Linked DNA regions of Pan troglodytes: region 2 is linked to region 1. Evidence: chromatin contacts called from public Hi-C data. All regions are on one chromosome and are shown on one strand. Each heading gives the region's core, a stretch centred on a gene start, on an enhancer-like site or on the middle of the called end of the contact. The rest is flanking DNA. Distances are from core to core; before and after follow the strand shown. Region 1 has its middle 190 kb from the start of CLVS1. Region 2 has its middle 51 kb from the start of CLVS1.

What was found. Hi-C and Micro-C count contacts between places; a contact is called where the count stands out from the background.
Region 2: a contact with region 1 is called in a Hi-C map of induced pluripotent stem cells, with 2.4 times the contacts expected there. The contact joins two enhancer-like sites. A contact is called at or near these places in 2 of 7 Hi-C or Micro-C datasets (induced pluripotent stem cells and stem cell-derived neural progenitor cells).

The regions. Positions count from the first base shown.
Region 1 is chr7:69,458,038-69,461,481 of NHGRI_mPanTro3-v2.0_pri, reverse strand. No RefSeq gene overlaps it. Among named protein-coding and RNA genes, the nearest start is that of CLVS1, 190 kb to the left of the region's middle. Within about 2 kb of position 1,786, at least 7 of the 24 cell types and tissues checked have an H3K27ac peak or open chromatin away from gene starts, as enhancers often do. A contact at or near this core is called in induced pluripotent stem cells and stem cell-derived neural progenitor cells, where this site is marked.
Region 2 is chr7:69,598,087-69,601,693 of NHGRI_mPanTro3-v2.0_pri, reverse strand. No RefSeq gene overlaps it. Among named protein-coding and RNA genes, the nearest start is that of CLVS1, 51 kb to the left of the region's middle. Within about 2 kb of position 1,418, at least 9 of the 24 cell types and tissues checked have an H3K27ac peak or open chromatin away from gene starts, as enhancers often do. A contact at or near this core is called in induced pluripotent stem cells and stem cell-derived neural progenitor cells, where this site is marked.

The DNA.
Region 1 (3,444 bases), core at 537-3,036:
GGAAGAACCCTGACTATATGCTTTTTCTCTCACCCCTACCCTCCAACACACCCTCCAATTGCCCATTAAATACTTCCCAATTGGTTGCTACTTAAGGACAAGAATGATGCCTATTATGCCCTTTGTTTAGCATAACCCCTGGCATGGCTTTCAAAAGAAAGTGTCCTTAATACACAAAAAGACTCCATAACATTTGTCCCTAAGAGAGCAGAGACTTAATGTGGAAAGGCCGAAAGCAAAACATGGCTGCATTTAGTCCATCAAGCAAGAATGTCCAGATCCAGAAGGAAATCACCTTGTGGACACCAGCAACAGGATGCCATCCTCAGGGCATTGCTGCCTCCGTTTTTAGGTCACCGTTGGTGGCACCTCTAAGAGAAGGGGAATATCATGATCATGTTGATGCAGGAGAGATGTGAGTCTTAGAGATTTAACTGAAGTTACTAAACTTTTTTCTTTTTTGCACTAATTCAGAAGCCTAGATGGTTTACATTTAAAGCAAAACAAGATTAGTTTAAAGCTGTTCCTGCTCTGGATAAAGTGATCAGGTGCAGGAAGCTAAAATTACAAGGAGCAAGGACAACCGATCAAATCCACATGTCCTCTCCCAGGGTCTCTGGGCTCAGTAGCTTCCTCCTTATTCAACACATTTAGCCACAACTGACAATCAAGTGGCTAGGATAATTTGTACCTATAACAGCTATTAAAACAGTAAGTTTGTCTAACCCTTCAAGTTGTTGTGGATTTCAGCATCTCCTTGAAGGCAGGGAGCACGTAATGCCCCATACGTACAATCCATGAGAATAAATGTGCTAGATCAGCATGCACCTAAAATCTGCAGATGCGTGTCCAGTAGCAGGTATATCGTAGTACAAAATAAAATTGTAAACTACTTTGGGTAAGCTTTCTGACCAGAACAGGCATGCTGGAAGCATGTCAGCTGGAGATGACATTTTGGCCATTTAGTCATTTGAGCTCCAAATACAAGAAACACCAAGTGATTCTCAAAGTTGCTTTTCTTCTTGCATATATTTTACAGCATGTTCTCCTAGGCCTATGCACCTTGGAAGGCCACTGTTGTTTTGCTCATTTGGCCTACCCCCAAACCACATAAGAAAGCAACATAAATACAAAAAGCTTTGGTTTCCCCGACATCGACATCATAAACAATATTCAGGTTTTTGTAGTAACTATCCCCAACAGCAAGATTTTAATGATCATAAACAATTGATACCTGCACAGTCCTCAGCAACAGATGGTTTTATGGTTGAAATGTAAAGGGACATTTTCTGCTTTAATTTTATCCCCCACTGCCACCACCACATATTCTGATGGTCAATGAAATTCTTTTCGCAAAGTGGGCTAGGGGCTGGGGGCTGAGGTTCGAGCCAGCACTTTGTCGTTGAGTTGCCACGGCTGTGTTACTATCAGAACACACAGGTTCTATACAAACTGGGACTGCCAAGAAAAGGAGTTTGGGGGGCAGTTTGTAACTTTACATTTTGGAGAGTAAAATTTCTTTTCATGGTTTTAAGTAACCCTTGGGGCAATTCTGAGTTAGTCCAGCTGCTCCTCAGAAGCTAGCCATGGCTGGAGGAGCAGAAACCGGGAGCTGAGAAAGAGGCCAGCCTCGTCTGGGGAAGAACAATGCCTCCGCAGTCAGACACAATGGCCGCCTCTCATTTTCCACCAACTCTTACAATAAAATGGAAAGGACCATGGAGCTGCCTTGCAGGGCCCCCTGAGCCTAGAGAGAGAACATTAGCTCTGCAGCTACAGATATGCAAATCCACTATGAGAGCTACAATAGCCTAGGAAAGCCCTGTGGGTGGGGACAGATGAAGCAACACTGTTCTGCTGGGGCTATTTTCCATCCTTGTAGGAGCCATAGGTTCCAGACTTTGTCATCTCGATTTCTACAAGCCGGGGCTGGCTTTTAGGGCCATTCAGATACAAGGTAGAAGAAAGGGCAATATTCACTATCCAGAAATCCCAGTGAATATCCTCAGTAACATGCAGAAATATTTAGACTGTCAGTTGCATAGATCATATCATTAACTCAGCATGGATATAAAGCCTACTTGTTAATTGCTTTTTTTTTTTACTTCAACATCTTTCAGCCATTCTTCAATAATCACTTCTGTAATGCAGCATGAGATTCTGGAACTTTCTGATTTGCTCTTCAGATCACACCATCAGTTATTAAAATATCTTGTAGCTTGATCTATTTTAGGTTTTTGTTTAAGATCCTAGACCTGAATTAACATTGATGGTGGGTTTATCCTAAGATGGCCCACAGCTAGCCATCACGTCCGCTGGAAAAGTCCAAATTCTAGTTCTGGCCACGACACTTGTGTACTACTTGGCCTTGGGCAAATGACCCTGCCTCACCTGGTAAAGGGCTGGTGGCAACAAGACTGGCCTAACTTACCAGGGTGTGGTGTGGATTAACTCACCAGTGCCTATTAACAAACACAAATGCTGAATTCTGAAATGTTGAGCTTCCCGACTCCTAGGGAAACATAGTGAAACATGTTAAACAGGATGAGTTTTCCAAACTGTCATGCGCACTCCCCAAAACTATTAACTTTACAGCCTGCTTAGGTTTCAGTCATCCAGCCTATATCCCAGGTGAAGTCTCTTGAACTGAGGCTGACAATTATGAGGTTTTGGATTGCAAACCATTGCAGTACCTGGCTCCTGTCACAGAAGAGAATCAGGTTTCTCTCATTTGTAATCTTGAAATCGAGCTTTCAGATCAAAATGCAGAGGTGGCGAGGGGACAATGGAGGAAGCCACCTGGAGTATAAAGTGATTCCTAAGCAGTATTTTGACCTAGTGCTACTATTTATTATATATTAGAAATCTATTAGGCTGCCCTTTAGCTACAACTCCAAATTTATCATGACATTTATCTGGGAGCCCAGGAAGGACCTCATGAGAAGGGAAGGCTCACAGCAGGATCCTACTGTGGAGAGGCACCAGCACACTTAAATAGCATGCCTGCCAACATGTGAAATGGGATTCTGCCATCTTTGTTCAAGTGAAGAAAATTTCAACCTGCTTAGGAGATAAACAAATTGTAAGAGTAAATCATTCTGCCAGGCACGGTGACTCATGCCTGTAATCCCAGCACTTTGGGAGGTCGAGGCAGGCAGATCACTTGAGGTCAGGAGTTCGAGACCAGTCTCGCCAACATGGTGAAATCCCATCTCTACTAAACATACAAAAATTAGCCGGGCATGGTGGCAGATGTCTATGGGCCCAGCTACTCAGGAAGCTGAAGCAGGAGAATCTTGAACCTGGAAGGCAAAGGTTGCAGTGAGCCGAGGTTGTGCCACTGCACTCCAGCCTGGGTGACAAAGTGAGACTCCATCTCAAAAAAAGAAAAAGAGTAAATCGTTCAGAAGGTAAAGATATTAGATGTCAAAATATTTCAAATTT
Region 2 (3,607 bases), core at 169-2,668, 140 kb before region 1:
TTACATTTGGAGACATGCTCATTAAAGCAGGTATGGGGTGCAGAGTAGAAAGGAGGAGTTTCCACGTAGCCCATGGTGATGGGAGTAACAAGTTGATCAGCGTGGCACACCAGCTCCACAAGGGGGAATATCTTAAACAATTCCATCAACACTGATTTACTTTAACCAAGTGATATTTTAATGAGCCAACCTCCATGCTCCCTGGATGACATGACTTCTCAAACTAAGAGACCACGCCACCTTTACAAGAAAGAAAAAAAAAAAACACTAAAAAGTCAGAGAGTTGACACTTGCAGATGAGTCTAATTCCCTTTGTCCTGTGGATATGCACCGTGTTGGGAGAACTCCAACTGCATCGAGCTGATTTTTGCTGTCATCAGAACTGACCCTCAGTCCCCCAGGAGGCCCGAGGCCTGTCTGCTACAATGACAGGGACAAGAGCCAAGCTTCAGCTCGGGGTCCTCAGATGTGCAGCACAACAGGCTGCGTCCAACCTTGGCGAGGGCAGCTGGATCACATGAATTTTTAAAAGTAACACAACTGATGGTGGGAGGAGGGGTCATGGAATATATTCTTACTTTTTCCCCCTGTGAAATCCCCATGGAGGAAATCCATGGACCAGCATGTTGATTTTGGCATCGGCACACACAGTGCCTCTGTTCTGAAGATGAGCTGACACGTGCAGATTTGCAGATCAGCCATTTCAAAAGGTTAATTAAATATTACCATTGTTTTCCAAGCTATCAATGTATGATCTTTTATTTCTTCATGCAGAAGGCTTCACCCCACTCAAAAATCAGGGTTTGAATTTGTTTTCCAGTCCCTTCCCCTTTTTAAAATCTGGAAAGAAAATGACCAAAGGACCGAGAGAGAGAAAGAGAGCATGAGAGGGGAGAGATGCAGAGACTCCCAGGCCAGAGGCAAAATGCAGCTGGGAGCTGGGGAAGGAGACTGGGCCAGCATTGTCTGAGGTACAGCCCTGAAACACATTCTCAGCCACAGCTTGGGACCAGAGCCATGTCATTCAAAGAAGGCTCTATATGGAGGCTGGGAAGGAGCCCCCTGCTCTCTCCATCTTTATTTATTTGTGGCATAATTGGCTGTGTTGGGGCTCAGGAACGTTGCAAGTTTTGGCCTCCAGTGGTTATGGGGGAGGGTCAGGATGTGGACCACCGAATGGCCAGGAAGGACCGAGGCAGGAAAACAGCCCACTTGGCAATGTCTGTCTGTCCCCTGCCATCTCCAAATGACACGGTTCTCTCCCTGCCTGGGATGTCCTGATGTTGGTAGCAGGAGGGCCTCAGTGCAAATGGGAGAGGGATTCCAAGATGGACGGCAAGGGATAATAAGGCAGAGGTCAGGGAGAGGACAAGGTTCCCTCCGGCAGGAAGTGCCACCCTCTGTGACTGCAGTTTACAAGAATCCTGAGCCACGATGAGCACAGCAGTCTGCAGGAAATCTCTGCAGACAACCCATCTTCTAGGGCAAGCAGGACATGTTTTGTTTGCAAAGTAATAATGCCTCCCTAGATGTGAGGAGGAAGAAGCTAGCCCACAGTGTAATGAATGAAAAACAAAGGAGCGGGGTGAAGACAGGTGATGATGGAGGCAGTGGGAGCTGGCACAGATGGAAAAAGCGGGGGAGCACAGCACCAAGCCTGGTCATGGATGAAGCTGGACGAGGACTCGCACAGTGCTGCACAGGACACCTACCCCTAAACATTGGCCCTCCCCATTCCACCCATATACATGTCATGCATGCTGAAATGTCAGCCTCTGAGGGCTACATGTCAGTACAACACGACACTCACAAGTACAGACTCTGCTGTCAGAAGATCCAGGTTCAAAGCCCATCTCCATCACTCTCGGGCTGTATCTCCTTCACAGTTCTCATTTCCTAATGTTTCCATTTTTCATTTGCAAAATGGAAATAAATATTGCTACACTATAGCATTGGGAAAAATGATATAATGAAAACAAAATGTATGTAATGTACTAAGGTGCCCAGTATATAGCAAATGTTCTTTAAATGGGAGGAAAGAGAGAGAATGCAAAAGAGCTTGGGTAAGCGAGAAGGTGGGCAGTGTGGTCAGGACAGGTTGTGGGGTGGAAGGAAGTTAGAGGAAAGGGTACTGGGGGAGGAGAAGACTCCAGATAGAGGAAGAGGAAATGCAAGAGTGGGAGGGAAGAAAACAGGAAAGGGAAAGCTGGACATCTTTGCTCTCCAGAGCCATCTGCTAAGAAGCCTCCCAGGATGTTCAGGGTCCAGCATGCCTGGGTGAGCGGATTCTGGGTGAGCATCTGCCCTAGCACTGTCTCCCTTGGCTAAAAGGTGTGCCTTGACACACTGGCCTTCTCCACTCAGAGCTGAGCCCCTGCATGGGCGTGAGGCTTGGCAGCGACCAGGCAGGCGGGAATGGAAGACACTGAAGGTAAACAGATGCAGATCGCCATTCACTCAAACACAGTCACTGCTTTCCCATCATTCCCCAACACCCAATTACTTTGTTACAGTCTTCTACATTTAAGCTTTGTTTTTTCAACAATAACATGGCACCGAAATTGGTCACCACACTCATAATGGAATATTAAAAACTGAGACATGGGCTGGGCAAGGTGGTTCACGCCTGTAATCCCAGCACTTTGGGACGCCGAGGCGGGTGAATCACGAGGTCAGGCGTTCGAGACCAGCCTAGTCAACAGAGTGAAACCCCATCTCTACTAAAAATACAAAAATTAGCCGAGTGTGGTGGCAGGACCCTGTAATCCCAGCTGTTCGAGAGGCTGAGGCAGGGGAATCGCTTGAACCCAAGAGGTGGATGTTGCAGTGAGCCGACACCATGCCATTGCACTCCAGCCTGGGTGACAGAGTGAGACTCCACCTCAAAAAATAAATAAATAAATAAATAAATAAATAAATAAATAAATAAATAAAGACATGATGCATCAGGCTACCTGCAATACGATAAAATGGGTCAAAGCACAGGCAAAATAACCCCATCATTAGAAAAATTTTTTAACGTGTTTTCTAAATTAGAGAAGAGAGGAGTACCACAGAGTAACTATTATTTCCTGAGACAGTAAGAATTGGGGATTTACTTCTTTTTAAGAGATAGGGTCTCACTATGTTGATCAGGCTGGAACTCAGTGGCACAATCACAGCTCACTGCAGCCTCAAACTCGTGGGTTCAAGAGACCTTCCTGCCTCAGCTTCCCCCAGTAGCTGGGACTACGGTAATTTCGTCTGCACAAGCGAAAACCATGAAGAAGTAGAAAGGACAAGCGCATGCATGGTCTCTCCAGATCAAAGTGTAGGGTATCCCATTACAGCGGTGACAGGACAGGCGTGGAAGGAAAAGCATGTAACAGATAGGGGGGACTCTTAGCTGAATTGGTGCGAACCAAGTGTGTCCTTCCGCCTAACGTGTGCCGGGCCCTGCATGAAATGTGGGGATGCACCGCAGAAGCCCCAGCCAGGCGCTGCGCTGCTTCTCACATAGCTTACATCATAGCACAGAACAAAGACCCAGAGAGTTGACAAACAATGACAGGAACCTGAGAGGATTGTGCCAGAGAGTAAGCAGTATGCAGGCAGGCCAGCCTGGGAG